Linked DNA regions of Mus musculus: region 2 is linked to region 1. The links are chromatin contacts, called in public promoter capture Hi-C maps. All regions are on one chromosome and are shown on one strand. The core of a region is the stretch at or near the end of the contact, and the rest is flanking DNA. Distances in the headings are between cores, read along the strand shown. Region 1 holds the start of Ltn1 (listerin E3 ubiquitin protein ligase 1). Region 2 holds the start of B230307C23Rik (RIKEN cDNA B230307C23 gene).

Region 1 (4,842 bases), core at 669-3,168:
CTTGAAGAAAAGGCCTTCAGTGTCCACGGAGCCAGAGGAAACCACATGGACTTTGGCCAGCTGTATCAGTTCTTAAATGCCAGGGGATGTGGGGATGTTTTCCAGATGTTCTTTGGTGTAGAAGGACAGTGACTGAGCAGAGGGGAAGTCAGACCTGTTGGCTCACTGTTCCTCTGTTGATCATTTCTTCCTGTTTTTCCTTGAAATTCAATTTCAGCTCCATTCTAGGATGTACTAGGGTTGGGGTCACAAGAAGAAAATTAATATGGCTGAAATGTATCAGTTAAAACTTGCCATGCCTGAGAGAAAAACTGGGTTTCGACTTGTAAGCTTTAAATTACTAAGTGAGAAGGGTGGAGAAATGACTCAGAAGTTAAGAGCATATGCTGCTAGTGCCAAGGACCTAAGTTCAGTTCCCAGCACCCCTGGCAGGGAGCTCATAACTACCTATATGTCTTTACTTCAGGGCATTTGATGTACTCTGTCCTCCAAGGGTGCATGCATGAACATAAACATGTAAATATATTTGGGGTATCAGATCCCCTGGAGCTGGAGTTACAGGAGGTTGTGAGGTACCCGGTGTGGGTGCTGGGAGCCAAACTTGGGTCCTCTGCAAGAGCAGTGCACCCTTTTAACCTCTGAGCCATCTCTACAGCTTGGTGGAAATTTCTTGACGTGAGCTGGATCTGAAGGCACATGCTTATAATCCCAGCACTTGGGAAGTAGAGGCAGGAGGATGGGAAGTTGAAGGCCAGCTGGGCTACACGAGGCTCTGTCTCATGAAACTTGAAAGACAAATTATATGTGAAGGTAATTTTGATGGTTCGACTTGCTAGGGATTTCCCACACTCTTCTGCCTTCACTAGGAACCTGGAAAAGCTGCCTGTTCACCCTCCTGGCCTCTCTTGCAGCTGCATTGGGCTGTAGGTTACAGTGCAGGATTTCTGGGGATGAATTTGCCTCTCTTCTCTTTCTGCCATGGCCCCTGAAGTGATGGCAAGAGAAAGGGCCAAGCTATCTCAGAGATGTCATTGTACAAGACACCTTGCCACATGCGGACCCAATGTTAATCCCAGCCTGTCTCCAGACCTTTGAAATAAAATGAAATTTTAAACAATCTGTGCTTGTTATCAGTAGTCAGAAGTTTGAAACTACCCTGTCTTTTAAAGTACAAACAGTATAAAGCCTTCCTCATTGGTGTTTGTGGTTCATTTCAAATTGCATGTGTTTAGATTTGGCCCCTATCTGGCCTTGCATCGCTGAAGACTGGGGCATGAGTAGAGCTCAAATGGTTTCTTGTTGTTTCTTTAAGACAGTGTCTCATGCCTATGTGACCTGATGATTCTTTTTTCTTTTTATTTCCTATTTCGAGATAGATTTTCATATATCCCAGGCTGCCCTTGAACTTTAAGTGTGCAAAGCTGACCTTAAATTTGTGATTCTCCTCTTCTCTGTGTCTTCAGTGCTGGTATTGGGAGGGTGTGCCAGCAGACCTGGTTTGCTCAATGTAGGGAATCAAACTCAGCCTTCAGGAATGCCAGGAAAGCACTCTACCAAGTTAGTCGCCCCAACTCCTCTGCTTTTATTATTTCATTTTATTTTTAAAGATTTATTTTATTTATATGAGTACACTGTAGCTTTCTTCAGACACACCAGAAAAGGGCGTCAGATCCCATTGCAGATGGTTGTGAGCTACCATGTGGTTGCTGGGAATCGAACTCAGGACCTCTGGAAGAGCAAATTCCTACACACTAGGAAGGAAATCTCTCCACTACAAATATCTCGGACAGGTTTGGCGCCACGGGCTCAACGCTGGTTTCTTATTGGTCAGCAGTGACGCCACTCAGGCAGGCGTGGCCTTCTTTGTTACGTTTCAGGCAGCGGATGGTCAGAGTCCTGACAGGGAGGCGGGAGCGGAAGTAGGAAGCCGAAAGGCTGGGAGGGCGAGGGGGAAGTGGCTACAGTGAATCCCCTTCCGGCGCGAGGGACCGGAAGTTGTGGCCCGCCCGTGTCAACTTCGGCTCTGCAGACTGAGAGCCGGGCTGCCACCGCCACCATGGGCGGGAAGAACAAGCAGCGGACTAAGGGGAACCTCAGGGTGAGTCCTGTGGTGATGGTAGCCCCGCGGCCTGCGGCCCGGGTGTCCAGAGGGCCGTGAGGGAAGAGTGTGACCTCCCGGTGTGTGCGTCCCCGCGGGTGGACAAGTCGAGGAGTTGGGACCCAAACGACGTTTCACGCCGGATCTGGGAAACGGAGCGCGCCCAGGGAGGGAGGTGTCATCGGGAAACGGTGACAGTGAGCACCCGGGCGGCCCTCGTGGGTGGCCGAGCTTGTGTAGGAGCTGTGGGAGGGAAGAAGCAAGCGTGGGCTTCACTCGCTCAGTCCCTCCTTGCCAAGGCCCGAGCCCGTCGGTGGTATGCCCGGTGTCAGGTCGGTGTCACCCGTTGGGTCTCTGGTCTCAAGCTTACCTCGCTTTTCCTGCTTCACTCTGGCCACCCTGAACTTGCCACGAACTTGGCTGGCCTGGCAGGCTTCGGATGGCCATATGTTAGGTGGCTCTAGATACCTTAATGCATCCTGTATAGCCCTGGCTGTCCTGGAACTCATTCTGTAGACCAGGCTGGCCTGGAACTCAGAAATTCTCCTGCCTCTGCCTCCCAAGTGCTGGGATTAAAAGCGTGTGCCACCACCACCTGGCGCTTTGAAAGTATCTTAAAGGCAGGTGTTTCTCTGCAGCCTTTATCCTGATGGATCACACACACATACACACACACACACACACACACACACACACACACAGTTCGCTTTTATAGACCTGTTCCACCATTTTTTTTTTAGATTTATTTATTTATTATATGTGAGTACACTGTAGCTGTCTTCAGACACCCCGGAAGAGGGAGTTAAATTTTGTTACAGATGGTTGTGAGCCATCATGTGGTTGCTGAGATTTGAACTCTGGACCTTTGGAAGAACAGTCAGTGCTCTTAACCACTGAGCCATCCTTCCAGTCCCTCATCTCTTAATTTATAAATTTTGCTGACCCTTAGGAGAGTTGATCTCAGTATTTAACACCCAAGTTCTCTACCTTATGTATTCTAAAAACAGTGTCATTCTTCATATAACATGTGAAACTTTAACCATGGTGGAGTACACAAATATAACATGTAGACTTACAATTTGTATTTCTACTAACTTTTATAGATTTAATTCTGTTTTTATTTTATTTTGATTTTGGTTTATCAAGGCAGTTTCTCTTTGTAGCTCACCTGTCCTGGAAGTCGTTCACAGATGTGCCTGCCTCTGTCTCTACAGTGCTGGGATTAAAGGCATGCACCACCAGGACTGACTTAAAGTTGTTTTTAGATAATAACATTTTCAAAGCATTTATGACTCAGTCAAGTATCACTTGTTCCCTTTGGCAGGGAATACATTAAAAGACACATAAAAACAACTTATACTTTGAAGTCTTTTGATTTAGACAGTTTTCCATTTCATACATCCTAAATGAGCGTGTTTTTTATGTCATAATGACCAGGAAGAGTTGGCCATTGGTTGGCTTTGTTTAGTCTCATCTAATTGTTTCCTTCTATTGATTCCAGCTAAGCCATTTTTGACCATGCTTTGTATGATAACATTTTCAGTATATCATTCCAGAAGTGTACAATACTTTTTTTTCCCCTTTAAGACAGTGTTTCTCTGTTCTGGAACTAGCCAGCTCTGTAGACCAGGGTGCCTTCCCCCCCTTTATTATTCTTTTTTGTTTTGTTTTGTTTTTGTTTTATTTTTTCCTTTCTCAGTGGCATTTGCTTAGTGTTGAGCATTGTAAAGTTATCTTTTTCCATTGGATAATAAGAAATATGTGGTGTTGCAGTCTGTGGTTAGACATACTTACCCCTAAAGATTTTCACACCCTGCTGGGATTAAATTCTTCCTGCAGTACTTCAGAGTTACTGTTGGTATCGCAAATGACAAAGAGTGAAATGATTGCTCTTACCTCATTTGAAGGGTGATCTAACTGAAGTTTAGAGAAGTTTACTTGCTTAAATTTGTGTAGCCTGGAAGCTTCAGAGTTGGGGCTTGAAGTTTAGTTTTTAAAATGTTACGTCATAGGGGGCGCGCTGAGAGGACGCCTTTCAGGAGTCCATTCTCCTTTCCCTTTTTGTGGGTTTCCGGGATGGAAGTCCAGATTGTCTGACAGCTTGCATAGCAAGCGATTTATCCTCGGAACCATCTTGCTGGGCCTGGACTTGAACTTAAAAGTAGCATTTGTTCAATAGAAAATAGTGCTGGGAGCCATATATATTTGTAGATTTTAGTAGATACATGTCTTTTTTGTTGTTTTGACTTTTTGTTTTGAGATGGGATTTTACAATGTGGGATAGCCTGGTCTGCGACTTCTTGTGTAGCCTAGGCTGGCCTCACACTTGTGATCTTCTTGTTCCAGGCTCCTTAGTGCTGAGGTTACAGGGCTGTACCACTAACATGGCTAACTGCTCTTTCCTTTGTTTTGAAACTGGGTCTCATATGTATCATTCAGGCTGGACTTGATCTAATTATGTAGCTGAGCCTGACTCTGACATCCTGATTCTCACACCAACCCTCCCAGTGCTGGGATTGTGGGATTACAGTTTTGTACCACCACACAGCTAGCTTCTGCTTGCTATTCTTGAAGTATCTGTTTAATGATAGGCACAGATTTCTAAGAAAATATTATGGCGTATGAAACAATTAGGAAATAGGTATGAATGTATGAGTGGAAAGACTGAAAGAACAGAAGAGAGTGCTGATTGGTCTGAGGGAGAAGCGCATTGCAAACACTACTGTCTTGAAGGATAGAAGTTT
Region 2 (4,842 bases), core at 1,642-4,141, about 11 Mb before region 1:
CCAAAAGAAAGACAGTCTGGTTCACAGTCCATCACAGGCCAATCAGACTGGACTGGGATTGCTTGGCCAACCCCTTTACCCTGGTGGCTGCCACAATCACAATGGCATGGCTTGGGGTCTCCCTCACAGCTCTCTGATGAACTGCATCTGAGGAGAACATGGAACGGAACGAACCTGTAAGCTACCTCCCACTGCTGCTCCTCCTGATTGCTAGGCTGCCCAGAGAACAGAAGAGGCTCTCCTACTGGAGGATTAGAGATTAAATCACTCAGACAGCACAGGTCTTCCCAGCTCTGCCCTTCCATCCACCCTATGAGCAGACAGAGCCCTAGTATGGTAAATTTGAATTTTATTGGAATCTTCTACTCTCCCAGATGTGGATAACCCTTGGTACTGCTTCTAGGAATAAGGCAAACATTTGACACTGGGCTAGGACAAGGAAGTAAGTTTAATAATAATAATAATACAGCTGAGCAATGTGTTCCTACATCTTGTCATAAGTTGATCATCTTGATAAGACCCTGAATACAGTGAGCAAGGGAACTTCCTTTACACCTTTTTTCTTCCTGGATGACGATATTTATGCTTTAAAACTGACGCTATTCTTCTATGTGCCCAGGCAGTCAAGGCGGGTCAGGGTCTGTTGGCAGATTTCCCAGCCTAATGAGACATGGAACTATAAGAGGAGGTACTCCTGAGGTTCAAGGGAGGTACCTTTGGATAAGAACAGATATTCTGTGTATATTTCAGGAAATTGTTTCTGTTAGCTTGTAGCTTTGCATTCTACAGTACTGTGTGGGTATAAAAAGACTATGAAAAATAAACTCAAGGCTCTCGCTGCTGCTGCTGCAGTATTAACCAGCAGTCCTCCCAAATCTAACTATTGGCTTTGCATCTTCTTTCTGCCTTTCCTATCTTTAATCCTTGCTCCCTGCATCAGAGACTGACTCATGCTGGGGGTGGGGAGGTGAGGGGCCAGTACAAAAAAAGAAACTAGATTCAAGGATCTCTTTCTCCTCCATCCTTGTTTCTGTCCTATCTGGTGTTAGGGGGTGAAAGAGGAGGGGGTTGGAGTTGGGGGGGGGGAGGGGATTAAGTGTGTGTTAAAAGAAGAAACCATAAAGTAGTAAAGACCAGCTACACTGGTTAATACTAAAGAGGAGCCAGACGAGGATGGATTTTGCATTCCACATATGCTGCCACCCTTAAGTCTCTTTTAGATTCAGGTTCCAGGTTAAGTTCTGAACAATTTAAATATAGACTGGAGACTGCAAGTCTAGCCACTTAGACAGATGGGAAATTTACACAGCAAATATAACCCCGGGATCATTTCTTAAGTACACCAGTGCCCTAACACAGCAGGTTAGTGAGAGTGTCCTGAGTGGAAGGCTCCAGATGATGAAAAACACTGGAAAAGGAAAAGGTAGAAAGTAAAAAAGCTGGGGTGGGGAGGACTTACACAAGCTATGGCTCATGCTAAGTAAGCTTCTAAAGAATACCATCTTGTACACGATTGACATGAGGGAAAGGAAGGAGATGGGAGACATCTATGAAGTCAGGAGAAAGATGAAGAAACTATGAAGTCAGCAGAAGCATCATACAATGGGACACACTCAGGAGAAGTCTAATCAAATAGTTGCTGCACAAGGGGAAACTCAGTGTATCTGAAAAAATTTCTGACCAAGTCTCTCATGGCCTTGGGACTGATAACCACAACCCCGTACGGTGGGAAGAGTTGTGCTCTCAGAATCTGAAGCAACCCCTCCCAAAGGCCCTGGCCCCAGACTATTACCAGCTCTCCCAAGCATATTCCAGGTCTTAGAGAAGAAGCTCTGTTTTATCTCTATACCCAGAGCCTCAGGGAAAGCTCCCAAGGCCTAGGCCCCAAGCTGTGACTGGCTCTGCCAAGCATGTTCCTGGGTTTCATGAGGAGCTATGTCATTCTCCATATATGGAAACCTCAGGGAAAGTGTAACTTAGCACTCAATACAACAGTGTTTTGTTTTGTTTTCTTTTTTACCTTCTCACATGGTTGTCACTAGGCATCATCTCACCCATGTGGCAGAACTATGCTTTTCTCAAGAAGAAAACTGAACCTTTATGCCACACCAGGCCTTACTGTAGATTGTGATCCTGTAAGGCCCCATAGACCAGCCTGTTAGAGGCCTGCTCTTTGATATGAAGATGAACCTAGTGGATGGTAGTAAATCAAGTTTGTTTCCTTTGTTATGGTTTGGTGCCCAATTTCTGGACAATCCGGGTGAATTAACTTGTGTATCCTAGCAACCTAATCTCTAACAGCCCTAGTTAGCACATTACCTATCTGTGGGATGTTTTACATGCAGTCCACCCTCAGATAAATTCTACTTGGAGTGCCTTACTATCTCCTAAGCTTTAGTAAATCCTTTAGATCATTAATCCTGCACTTTTACATCACAGCTTGATATTGGATTGCTACCCAGCACATGAGATGTCTTTTACAACCTCCACAAAATTAACTCCAATGGATTGTCCACCTTAATGGCAAATGGTAAGAACAGAACTTGCAGAAACTAGTACTCTCTGAGTTTGGGATCATGCCAAAGATCTTTCTACACACAGGCCAAATGCTCTGCACAGATGCAGCCCCCACAGTGAAGTTATTCAGAGGCTACAGCTGGGTCCCCCAAGTGGCTAGGACCTCACACGTGGCCGCCGATTCCCATTCAGTCCTGTGAAAGCCCCACCACACCAGCTCGCGCTGCTGAGACCCCTGCTTCTCCCCATTGTTGGCAGTGACCCTGTGCTTACCATGTCGCAACTTCGGAGCTTGCCTGTGCACAATCCACAGCATCCAACCGCAGGAAACGGAGCACGGCACACAGAACCATTCAAGCACTCAACCAGGAAGCGAAACCGACACCACCGCACCCGGAAAACCCGCCTTCTCTTCTGACACGCAGGTCTGCCTGGAGGCTCTGATTGGCCAGTAAGTCTTGAGTGAGTCGAGCACCTCCCTTAGAGTTAGAGTGTGCTGAAGCCACACAGTGTAGAAGTTCTCAGACCAAGCTTCAAATCCAGGGACGACCTTTTCCAGATCTACAGGGATTTTCATTTCTGTAATACTTGTGCCGGTCCTCCAATAGCCTACCCTTCTGTCTCCCCGCACAGCCCCAGGGAGGAACCACCACTGCACCTATCACTGCTCAGCCGCTTGCTCCTCCCCTATGTGAACAGTTGACCCCGTGCTCAGCAAGTCCTTGACTTTTCAGCCTGAGCTTTCCTCACTCAGTAGACTGTTTGCCTTCCTCCTGGAATCAAGGTAGTTAGCTTGCATAGCTCAACTTGCAGTGGAGTTATCAATCTGTCCTACAAGCGGAAGGGTGCCCAGGATATTAACGATTAAAAAGAGATTTGGGGAAACAATAGTTTTGTTGCGGTTGGGATTCAGACCCGGGACCAGCTTCTGATCTGCATATATTTAACACACCAAAGCTGGCTGGGTGGAGCCATCCAGCAGCCGCGGGAGAACTGAGTTTACCTGAAAGGGGTGCTGGAAATGAAAAGATGGGGGTGGGGGGTACGCGAGAGAAGAATGAAGTCAAGACAAAGATTCTGATCAAGACTCAAAGTTTAATAATAGGCTTTACGTTTATAAAGGGAAAAACCACAAAACCCATCCCCTTCTTTAGCTGGAATATGTTGTAGAACAAGGTCAGCACAGGCAGCCAAAACAGCTAAGTTCCCATGGGAACCTGCAACTGCAGCCAAGACACATGTCTCTATCCAGCTTGATAAGGCCTGTCAAGATGAATGTTCAAGGTCTGCTTAGCCTGCTCAAGGCTGGGAAGGTTACAGCTGAACCTCCAGGTTCTCCCAGCTCTCCTCAGTCTCCACCTGTTACATAGCAAAGTTGGCAGACCCCACCTTGTACCCTGAGCTTTCCTGTCTCCAGAAGATCTTCCTATATAATCCTGACAGTTTGTACTCTTTGTCTCTCTGTTTCATTCTCTCTCTCTCTCTCTCTCTCTCTCTCTCTCTCTGCCTCCTCCTTCCTCCTTCTCCTGCCCTTCCCCCTCCTCCCTCCACTTCCCTCTCCATCTCCCTCCCCCCTGCATGCCTTGCTAGCTCCTTCTCCCCACCTCTGCTCCTTATACTCCCATCCCATAACTTCTCTGACCTCCTTGGGACTAGTGAACTCTCTGGTTCCTTGGGATCACTGAATCCACTAGAGAGCTACCCCCAAATAAACCCCCAAATACTCTAATTTCACTTGGGTTGAGTCCTTCATGCTGGGCTTAGGTAAACTGCAGCTACTTTTCAGCTGGTAAGTATGTGAACCCTGGAAGGCAAACAGGAACCAGATAACAAACCCAGTGGAGCACTATGGTTAGCCAACACATCTTCCTCACTGGGAAGCTAAACATTCATACACAGAGGCTTCTGCAAGGCCTCCCCACCCCAGCTTTTGTAACTTTCTGCCTTCTACTTTTCATGTCTTTTTCATCCTCTGGGACTTTGTACTTAGGAACCTGTCACTGATGTTGTTTCAGGACACTGGTGTACTTAAGAAGTAATTCTGGGACTATATTTGCTGTGTGTCTGTCTAATTGGTTAGACATGCAGTCTCCAGTCCATATTTAAATTGTTCAAAAATTAACCTGGGACCTGAACCTAAAAGGGGCTTAAGGGTGACAGCATAGGTGGAAATTAAAATCTATTCCCAGCTGGATCTTCTTTGAGCATTAGCCAGAGCTAAATACATGCTGCCATTAAAGAGATTTCTCTCAATTAATCTTTTGTGTGTGCAGTGATAAAATCTTATATAGTTATAGACTCCCTTCTGTATGAGTTCTTTTAGGA

Evidence for each region. Promoter capture Hi-C pulls out the DNA fragments that hold promoters and counts their contacts.
Region 2: a promoter capture Hi-C map of pre-B cells shows a contact between it and region 1, with 5 times the contacts expected there. The contact joins the promoter of B230307C23Rik here to the promoter of Ltn1 in region 1. A contact is called at or near these places in 1 of 39 promoter capture datasets (pre-B cells) and 1 of 484 Hi-C or Micro-C datasets (B cells).

The regions. Positions count from the first base shown.
Region 1 is chr16:87,429,682-87,434,523 of GRCm38.p6, reverse strand. It overlaps Ltn1 (listerin E3 ubiquitin protein ligase 1), which reads left to right and starts at 1,918. Exons shown (of 30, transcript NM_001081068.1): 1 at 1,918-2,098. The coding sequence starts at 2,057. It overlaps Rwdd2b (RWD domain containing 2B), which reads left to right. Exons shown (of 5, transcript NM_016924.2): 5 at 1-1,193. The coding sequence ends at 132.
Region 2 is chr16:97,995,385-98,000,226 of GRCm38.p6, reverse strand. It overlaps B230307C23Rik (RIKEN cDNA B230307C23 gene), which reads right to left and starts at 2,891. Exons shown (of 4, transcript NM_001362093.2): 1 at 2,791-2,891. The coding sequence starts at 2,793. It overlaps C030010L15Rik (a long non-coding RNA gene), which reads left to right. Exons shown (of 5, transcript XR_001781957.2): 3 at 2,440-2,530; 4 at 2,776-3,301.